Linked DNA regions of Mus musculus: region 1 is linked to region 2. Evidence: chromatin contacts called from public promoter capture Hi-C data. All regions are on one chromosome and are shown on one strand. Each heading gives the region's core, a stretch centred on a gene start, on an enhancer-like site or on the middle of the called end of the contact. The rest is flanking DNA. Distances are from core to core; before and after follow the strand shown. Region 1 holds the start of Epha10 (Eph receptor A10). Region 2 holds the start of 1700021L23Rik (RIKEN cDNA 1700021L23 gene).

The links. Promoter capture Hi-C pulls out the DNA fragments that hold promoters and counts their contacts.
Region 1: a contact with region 2 is called in a promoter capture Hi-C map of embryonic stem cells, with 3 times the contacts expected there. The contact joins the promoter of Epha10 here to the promoter of 1700021L23Rik in region 2. A contact is called at or near these places in 3 of 39 promoter capture datasets (embryonic stem cells, stem cell-derived epiblast-like cells and trophoblast stem cells) and 1 of 115 datasets of contacts at active chromatin or transcription factors (embryonic stem cells).

What each region holds. Positions count from the first base shown.
Region 1 is chr4:124,879,161-124,883,981 of GRCm38.p6, forward strand. Epha10 (Eph receptor A10) reads left to right here and starts at 2,625. Exons shown (of 17, transcript NM_001256432.2): 1 at 2,625-2,820; 2 at 4,741-4,805. The coding sequence starts at 2,715. It also overlaps a transcript of Maneal not described here.
Region 2 is chr4:124,330,743-124,336,034 of GRCm38.p6, forward strand. 1700021L23Rik (RIKEN cDNA 1700021L23 gene) reads right to left here and starts at 1,978. Exons shown (of 5, transcript NR_166446.1): 1 at 1,461-1,978.

The DNA of each region.
Region 1 (4,821 bases), core at 1,375-3,874, 550 kb after region 2:
ACCTCTCCTCACTGAACTACCCTCTCTTTCCTGTCTACTCTCAAGGGCGTATGCTCTCTCTCTGACTCTTCCTCATTCTTTCAGATATTACTCTGATTTGTCACTTTGTCTGGATTAAAATTCCTCTACACATCTACACATTACTAAAAGGATTTTAGTAAATGTGCAGAGTCTGGTGTCACAGGGAGTAAGTATCTCAGTGGACAGAGACGTTCATCTCCTCCATGAAGAAACTCACACTGCACAAGGAAACTCAGGACCAAGTCCTGCTCTATAGAGGGACATGGGGGCGAGGAGCAGTAAGGAGCTCTGCAGAATTTCTTCACCAGCCTCCTAGAAGAGTTGGGTCTACCTTGGAGAAACTCCTATTACGATCTGGCTGATTTGCACAAATCTGCAAACACGAGCACTTCTCTGTTTTGTTTTTATTATATATAAATGAACTGCTCACAGGAAGAATGAGAAGGATTGGTTCACTCTTCTCCCTCCGCTCCTCCCATTCCTAGGGTTTCTGTCTGGCAACTTGTCCCCTCTGTGCACAACAGAGTCTCCCAACAGCCAGAAGTGTCTTATGGGCATCCTATGTAGCCTTGCCTGGTTAATCTCATTCATCTGTCGGCTTCTGAAAGATTCCTGTGTGGCTCCGAGGGAGCCAGCCTTTTGGTTTTGTTCCCAGGGTCGAAAGCTTCTGGCTGAGGTCCCTGTAACTCAGGTAAGAAGCCATGCCTGAGTCCTTGTCTACTTCCGAAGAGATAGGACCTGGCTTTAAAGAAAGTGGGTGAGGGGAGGTAGAGTGAGGACTCATTTGGAAATGAAAGAAGTCCTGGGTCTCTAAGCAGCTTCTATAAATACCATCTCCCAGCTCTGGGGGGAGGAGGAGGGGAAGCTGATCGTGAGGAGAATGAAAAGAGGAGAAAGGTGGGAGATACAAGAATCTTTCTTCAGGTAGGTCTTATTTCAGAAACACTGCCTGCCCCTAGGAACTAGACAGAGGCCACACCTCCTTTTGCTTCCTCAGAGAGCTGCGTCTCCCAATGTCTCAGCCCAGCCCTTCCTGATGCCCTTCCTTCCCAGAGGCAAAGGAAGCCAATTCCTTCATCCACTCTCCATTACTACTGTCCAACAACTGTACCTGCAGTAAGTTCTTTTGCACACACACACACACACACACACACACACGCACACGCACACGCACACACACACACACACAGAGAGAGAGAGAGAGAGAGAGAGAGAGAGAGAGCCCTCACAAGAATGCCTTGTAAATGACCAGTGATCTATGATGGCATGAATTCCCTTTAAATTCGGTGCCCAGAGGTATGGGGTGTGGCAGAGACAAGTGACTCGCCCAGGTATCCTCAGCACAGAGCATGGTTTTCAGTAAGTGTTAGCTGGAGAGGTGAGGAGTACACATCTAAGCAAAATGTGCAGGTGCTGGACCCCCCCCCAAGTGCATGCATGACCCCCCCCCGTGCATGAGTGACCCACACTCCAAGCTTTTCTGGCTGCTGTAGCACCTGAAGAGAGAGGGGCTTCGCCCCACCCCCACCCCGTGAAAAGCCACAAGGTGGATGCAACTGCCTCCCATCAAGTTCAGCTCAAATGGTGAAGCTCAGCTGCTTCCTTCGTCCTAGAGGGCCCCAGCCCTCTTCACCCCACCAGATGGTTAAACCTTCAGCTCGCAATAAGTGACCTTCATTAAATAGAGGTCGTGTCCCACGCTTCCTTGCGGCTTCTTCAGCTCCAGCTGAACTCTTCGGAGGACTGCTCCGTCTCTCTCCCAGGGACCTCAGATTCCAGGTGCTGCATTTCTCGTCATTCTCCTGGGGTACTCAGAGGAGAACCCCAGCCTCTGTGGGCAGAGGTTGTGGGGTATGCTGCTTGTGTGTCTGGAGAGCAAAAGCAAGAACCCGGGAAGCGGATTTTTGGTGCAAAATCTGCCACTGCCCGCCTCTCAGCGTCCACATGGTTTCCCATCCTGGGAAGCAGTGCTGGTAGGGTGGGACCCTGTCTCCAATTTGACTCTTTTTCCAAACAGCGTCTGGAATCGGCCAGTGTGTGTGTGTGTGTGTGTGTGTGTGTGTGTGTGTGTGTGTGTGTGTGTGAGATGAGGTTGGGAGAAAAAGGAGGAGGGATCGAACCGTGAAACGTTGGGAACCGCAGATACAGGAAGAGGCCAAGGGCTGGGAGACACCAGCGCTCCCTAGAGCCTGAGGTCAGGATATCAGGCTCGGAACCCCCCCTACAAGTCCTGAAAACAAGGGTGCTCCCAAGGCTAGCTAAGAGGCTGCAAGTGTCACCGCTTCCCCCGCGGACCGCCCCTCCGTAAGCCACGCCCACAGTGCCTACTTCTCAGGATTCAGGGAGCTAAGGTTTAAGGGTCTCTAGTCCACCGACGCCAGCTTGTCTCGCTCGCCAGCAACCCTGCTAACGCTCAGAGCTGCCCTACCCCCACGGTTTGGAGATCTTCGGGACCCTTGGTTTCCCCCTCCAGCTGGGCGTTCCGCCCCTGGCCTACGAAACCCCACCTCCTCATCCTCTGCTGACCCGGATTGGTGGACCTCCCGCGGCGATGCCTAGCGATTGGTCCCCATGGATGATGGTGACCAGCGAGACTCCGCCCCAGCCGGCGTTGGGGTCTGGGGGCACTGCTCAGCGGTGCTGGGCTGGCGAGGCTGGAGCCGCCGCCGCACTGACAGCTCCGTCTGTGGACCATGGAGACTGGCGCCGGTCCACACCCGCTGCGCCTGTTCGTCTGCCTGATACCACTCTGCCTTGCTCTGCTTCTGGGACCTGGGCGCCCCGGGACCGCCGAAGAAGGTAAGGTGGGTTGTGCCTGGGAGCCTGAGATGCCAAAAATTAGGGAGTTGGGGAGGGGGCTAGGAGATTGGAGTAAGGATTCGTTGGAGAGACTACTCTGTGTTGGGGCTTGAAACCAGCGGGCAGCAGAGCGGGAAAGAACTAAAGAAAGAGGGGATGTTGTCTAAGCGATAGAGAAGAGAGGGGTATTGAGGAGCTTAGGTCTGGAGACCTAAGAGGCTGAGAAAGAAAGGCTAGGGACCACAAGAGCCCGAGGCAGGTTCAAGGGCCGGTGAGACGGACAGGCTGAGTGATTGGAGGTGGGAGGTGTGGGGGTGGGGAGATGAAGGGAGCAGAGAAGCCGAGGGGATGCGGCGAGACCAGAGCATGAGGCGGGATGGAGACTAATAGCAGGGGCCTGCGGGGATCGCAGTGTGGATAGCCGGGGGTGGGGTGGGGGGTGGGGGACTGGATGCTAATCCCGCGGGCTGCGTCCGGACACTGCTCGAGGTGCTGCCCGTGGAACTGTCCGCAGTGCTGAATCGAGATCGAGTCCCCCGCGCGCGGTCCGCGTTGCGGAGGATTTGGGTCTGTCGGCGACATTAGCACCGGAGTCTTGCCTATGCGCTTGGAACTGTATGTTCAGTTGAATCCAGACGCGTCACAACCAGGTGCAGAACCTGAGATGCTGGAACAGACTCTGCCCGCAGGGTCTGTCCTGGCGCGGGATGGCAGATGCCTGCCAGGATGCAATTCCCAGGCACGGTCGGTGACGAAAACCCAGCACACTGTCAGCTGCCCTGCCCACCGTCGCGGCAGAGAGTCAGTCTCTCTTGGAAGCTCTCACCTTGGAAGCCCACCCCCCTTCCTTACCACTCTAGGGAAGTAATTTTCTGAGATTTGGAGATGGCCTGGCTTCCTGTCTCTAAGCTGAAAGCTCTACTCTCCAGACCCAGGCTTTTCTGAGCCCAGCTGATGAAAGGATGCAGGCTGCTGCTCTGTCACATCCTGAGGGAATAAAGTGACTCCAAGCTTTTCTGGTAGGGAGGAGGTGGAGAGGGTCATGGATTATGTGTGAAAGGGCCCATGACATTCTTTCAAAGGCAATAGAAGTGGCAGCCCCTGGGAAAGGGGCTGAGCAGAGAAGCAAAGAATTCTGATGTTTTCTGTTCCACTTCATTTTCACCAGAGGCTCCAGGAGACAAATGAAAAGAGTATTGGTCTCCTCCACGACCTCAGATCTGAGTGGATTTGGGGTACACCCAAGGATTTCCAGATCCACTCATTTCCTCCTGCTAGCTGACAGATAATATAATAAATTATATAAATTATATAGATATAATTTGGGGAATTTGGAAAGGGCGGAGAGGGTCACCGGTTTCTATCCCTAATGTGAAAGCTGACCTTAGAGCATCCGCCATGGATTCGCTGGAAGGCTGATAAAGGTACTCGCTTCAAGAAGAAAAAGGAAGAAAGAAAGCCAGGATCAAATTTCCTGAATTTGTTAATGTTGCCTTAAAAGGGGGGGGGGGCAGGACAGGCAGTGTGACTGTGTAGTTTGATATGAAGAGATGAATCTGGATTGGAAATTGGTTCCATTGCAACCACAATGGCCCTCATGAGGGCAGCAAGACTTGGAGCCAGAGGAGAAGGTTAGCATGGCCACAGAAGCAGAAGCTGGAATCAGACACTGAAGACAGAGGAGAAGCCATAAGGCATTCCGTTGGTGGTCATTAGTCACAAGCCTCAGGGAATGAAAAGAGGTGCCTTCGGTGTTCACGGTGGCTGCCCCTCTCCAGATTTGAGCTACTCAGATCTTCCGGGGGTTTGTTTCATTTCCTATTCCCTCCTGTAGCTATCTGTAATGAATCCAGCACTGGATCCCACCCTCCTAGTCTGACAGTGTGGCTTTCTGACATCCCTGTTCTCCCCTCCCCTTAGTTATCCTCCTGGACTCCAAAGCCTCCCAGGCTGAGCTGGGCTGGACTGCACTGCCAAGCACTGGGGTAGGTGTTAAAATGT
Region 2 (5,292 bases), core at 728-3,227:
TCTGGCGGCTCAAGTGGCCAAGTGAGTTTGGGGCTAAACCTGGCTACATACAGAGACCTTGTTTCAAAAACAGGCTGGGGCATCAGGAACAGATGAGGTAGTTTCAAGTGCCACCACGCTTGACAACCTGAGTTCAGTTCCTGAGACCCACAGGGTAGGAGAAAATCAGCTATCACAAACTGTCCTCTGACCGCACACAAAACACCGTGTACACAACCACACAAATACACTAAAGAAATAAACCAACAAGCACGATTTTAAGGTAGAGCTGGCAAGAAGGCTTACATAGTAACAGTGCTTGCTACCAAGTTTGATGACGTAAGTCCCAGCAACCATATGGTGGAAGGAGAGAAGGGACTTCTACAGTGTGTCCTTTGACTTCCACACAGGTGCCCACACACATGAACTCATATGGATGCCGCATATTTGTAGTTGTACAGGTAAATATACAAATGTAAAACCTCTTTTGGATTAAAGATTTTTAAATAAGTGTTTTTTTTTCAAAGATTCATTTTTTTAAAAATGCCTTGGTACCTCAAGCCTTTTCACCACTAAATAATATTCCATTACAGGACTGAACCACCGTGTGTGCATGAATTAATCGGCTGAATGACACTCGGCTTTTCCAGTTTTGCTGGCTGTAAATAATGCTGCCCTGGGTGTTTGTGGGAAGATTTTATTGTGGGGAACAGCCAAGAACTGTTGGCAAGGCCACAGTGAGCTCTGTGAGTCCTCCAAAGGGCATCTATGGTCAGTCTCTGGGTTCCTGTTGCCTGGATCCTCTCCAGCACAGGAAATTGCCCTTGTATTTATTTGATTGTTTAACCCGTCCATTCTGCTAAGTATGCATATTCCTACAGTCATGGCTGTGTTCTGACTTCAGTCCTCTAGTGACAGAGGATGGCTCCAATTCACATCTTTCCGTATGCTTTGTTGGGATTGCCTTCATAGAGGAGACATCTGTGTTAAATCACGAGTCCAGTGAGGTAGCTCAGCAGGTGAAGGCGTCAACCGCCAAACCCAATGACCAGAGTTCAATCCCTGGGTGGGACCCACAGTGGAAGGAGAGGACAATCTCCAGCAAGTTGTCCTCTGGAGAAATAAAAAAGAATTCATGAAAAATGTAAATGTGAAAAAACGTAAAGACTTGTTATTTTAGATACTAGCCTTTTATTAGATAAATATTTTTTTAAAAAAATATTTTCCCCGCAGCAGTCCCTCTTACAGAGCAGAAGTTATTAATTTTAATAAAATCCAACTTATCAGTTTTTTATTTCACGGATCATGTTTTTTGGGTGTTATATCTAAAAACTCATCACCAAGCCAAGGTCACAGATTCCCCTCTCATAAGTTTGGTTTTGATAGATAAATGCCTGTGTGTTATGGTTTAGTTGTCCCACCCCTCCCCCACCCCCACCCCCAAAAAAGATAAGTCCTACTTCCTATGAATGTGAATTTACCTTTAAACAGGGTCCTTCTGGGCAGGGCTGATCAAGTTAAGATCAGCTCACAGGTGTAGGTCCTCAGCCAATGTGGTGTCCCTGGAAAGAGGACCGGGCATGCGAACATGGGGTATCGATCAGAGAGCATGGGGCAGCATCCGCAAGCCAAGGCCACCAAGAACTGAAGCCTTAGCCGGCGGCGCATCCTCCCTGACTCCTACCCTGAGGGGATGCTCCAGAAGAGTCATCCCTCTGTAGCCAGGTTCCTGTCCAACAGCAACCTAAGGAAAGGGTTCGCTTTGGTTCGAAGTTTAAGGGGACCGTGAATCAAGGGGAGCAAGGTGGGAGGCGGAACTACAGATGAGTGGAGCCGCACTGCATCCCCAGGCAGGAAGCAGAGCGTGGGGGATGCTGGTCCTCAGTCGACTTCCTGTCTTTTACTCAGCACGGGACCGCAGTCCGTGGGATTTGTGATGGTGGTGCCCACATTTAAGTGACCTTTCTCTTATCATCAAACCTTTCCTGAAATGCCTTCATACACATGCCCAGAGGTGTTTCCATGGTGATTCCAGGTCCCATCCCACCTACCGGTGTTTGGGACTTCCAGTCGCTAGGAGTAAATGTCTGTTGTGTTGTTGTGTTAAGATTCCTGATGAGAGCACCTTGTGGGGTTTGAACACACAGGACCAGTTGACCTCCATCCTAGCATTAATATTCCTGACTCTGCAGGGAGCTCCTTTGTCCTGTGTGTGGTGGTTAACTTCAGTTATCAATGTGACTGGATTGAAAGATGCCTATTTATTATATTGATAAAGCATACTTCTGGGAGTGTCTGTAACGGTGTTTGCAGAGATCAGCGTGTGAGTCAGGGAACTGTGGAGGAAGTGATCTGCCCTGAACCTGAATGGCAGGCAATAGGCTGAGGGCTTGGATGAAACAACAAAAAGTAGAAGGGTCTGGAGAGATGACTCAGCAAAGATGAGATGACTCAGCAATTAGGAGCACTTACTGCTCTTACAGAGGAGTTAAGAGTTTAGTTCCCAGTACCCAGGTCAGTCAGCTCACAACTGCCTATAACTCCAGTTCTGGGGGATCCAACATCCTCTTCTGGATTCCATGGATACCTGAGTGTTTCTGCTCTCTCTCTCTCTCTCTCTCTCTCTCTCTCTCTCTCTCTCTCTCTCCCTCTCTCTCTCTCTCTCTCTCTCTCTCAGACAGACAGACACGGGCAGGCACATATAATTTTAAATTTTTTAAATAATTCTAATAATAAAAAAGAAAGATGAGCAAAACTAGCTTCCAGGCCCATGATCCCCTTCTAGACATTGCTGTTGCTGTCATCGTGGTGGATAGACTCCAGGTTCATCAGCCTTTGAACAAGATTAGCTTCATGGGTGGTTCACTGGAAAGCTTTCTGGCGGTCAGCTTCACACCGAGTCTACATCCTTGGCCTCTCTCACTCATAACCTCTTTCATTGGCAGCTAGCAGGTCTCCTGGCTCAGCTGGTACTGGACTTTGTGAGACTGCAGCCCAGCTGTGTGTTTGCTATGTTTGAGACAATGTAGCACTGTAGCTCTCATATTCCTTGCCATTGGTTTTCTTTCTCTGAAGAACACTAAGTAACAATAGTCTGTCCCTGGAAGGGTCCACCATTCTGGTTTCTATGGTCATGGCTTAGCCTGTTCTAGAATAGTTTACAAGCATGGTCATGGAGCCCATGCTATATTTTTAACAAGCTCCTTTACCCACATGGCATTTCTATACTTATCCACATTGCCAGACAGGACAGTAGTTTCTTCTACTCCAAACAGTAGTCAGTTTTATTAACATATTACAGTCTGTTTATCCACTCCCCTATCTGTGGACCACTGGGTTGCTTCCAATTTGGGGCTATTATGAATAAAGCCACTCTGAATATTCTCCCACAAATGAGGCATGTGTTTAAATGAAGACACAATTGTGAACATATGGTTAAATGCACAGTAGAATTGCCAGATCATAGAGAATGTATGTGTTTAACTTCACACGAAATCCTCAATTTCTTTTACCAACATTGGCAAAACATTGACAGTCTCACACCCCCACCATCTTTAGCTGTATGCCCATTGCTCCATGTGATCCCACCAGGCTCCAGTGGATAGCGCTCAACCCATGGACACACACATGACCCTGGTTCCTCTCAGTGAGTCACAAAAACAAAATGTGTAAGAGAGATTTGTGGGGAGGAGGTAGGATGCACAGGGATGGTTGGGAGGTGGGCATGAGAGCTGACAGCATGCATTGTGAACATCTGTACAACTGCCTAAGAAATTTAATTAAGAAAGAAACAGCCATACCTGCTCTCTTCTCTTCACTTTCAATCTATGTATGTCCTTAAAAGCGAATTGATTGTCTGGTAGACCACAGTTTGGATATGGAATGTCTCCCAAAGCTGAGTAAGTTAAGCCATTGGAAAATGTCCTTGGAGGAGATAGTAAGGCTCTGGTTCTTTCTTGCTTTTTGCTTCTGAGTCAGTATGAGGTAAAAAGGTTTCAGCTCCAACTCCCCTGTCATGGGGTTATGCTTCACCACAGATGCAAAGGCAATGGAGACAAGTGGTTATGAACTAACCCCTCCCACCAAACCATGAGAAACACAGACCTATCCTCCTAATTACCCATCTTTCATAGCAATGGAAAGCTGACTAACACAGCAACAAATAGTGAGCCTTTGCTTTTTAAAAATCTATTCAGTTTCTATGCACGTTTTGATTGGAGGATTTAACCCATTTATGTTTAAAGTAATATCGGTTAGAAGGAACCCACTGTTATTTTGTTGCTTTCTGATTGTTTCGTAGATATTTGTTCTTTCCTTTCTCTCATCCACCTTTAAATTCTTTTCTGAGCTGGCGTGCTTGGATCTCTTTTCCATCTCTTGTGTACCTTCCTACAGGTTTCTGTTTGCACAAGAATCTGTCGTTTCGGTCTTCAACCTATTCTGTTTTTGAAGTCCCTGTTTATACCGTTTCATATTCTGTATCCCTTACCAACTTATCGCAGATATTACTATTTTAAGGTTTTGTCTTTTATCCATTATGCTAAAGGTATATGTAATGTAAGCATTAGTGTTTTTCTGGGCTTGGGTGCACTCTTACATTTGCCAGTGAGCATTATACTTTCCTATGTTTTCACACTAGAAATTGGCTCCTTTTAGTTCAGCCTGAAAAATTCCCGTTTGCATTTCTTATGAGGCAGGCTTGGCATGATGGGCTCTACTAGCTTATGTTTACCTGGTAAAGTCCACAGCTCTCCTGTATCTGACAGATTGCTTTGCTGGGCATAGTATCCATCAATGGTGGTCGTTTTTTTTTTCTTCCAGGACTTTGAGCATATCAACCTGAGCTCTCTTGGCCTAAAAATATAGAACATTTTGTGAATTTATGTGTCATCCTTGAGCAGAGCCTATGCACATCTTTTGTGTGCAATGCTCAGGTTGTAGTCTATGCGCAGCTGTGTGCTTCAGCATATCTTACCTTCAGACATATTATCTTGCCTTTCATTTATCTGAAATTATCTTGCTGCCTCCTGATTTTCACATGGTATTTCTATTTTGTGTAGAGTTTTAGATGGGATGGAGTTTTCTTTTAGAAATTTTTTTAATGTGTATATGTGTGCCTGAGTTCGAGTATGTGCACCAAATACATGCAGTACCCACAGAGGCCAGAAGGTGGCGTCAGATCCCCTGGGAACTGGAGTCAGGGGCAATTGTGAGCCTCCAGATGTGGACTGGAACTGAACCTAGGTTTCAAACCAACACATGTTCCTAACCCCTGAGCCATCTTTCCAGTCCCTTCTTTTAGCATTTTAACCA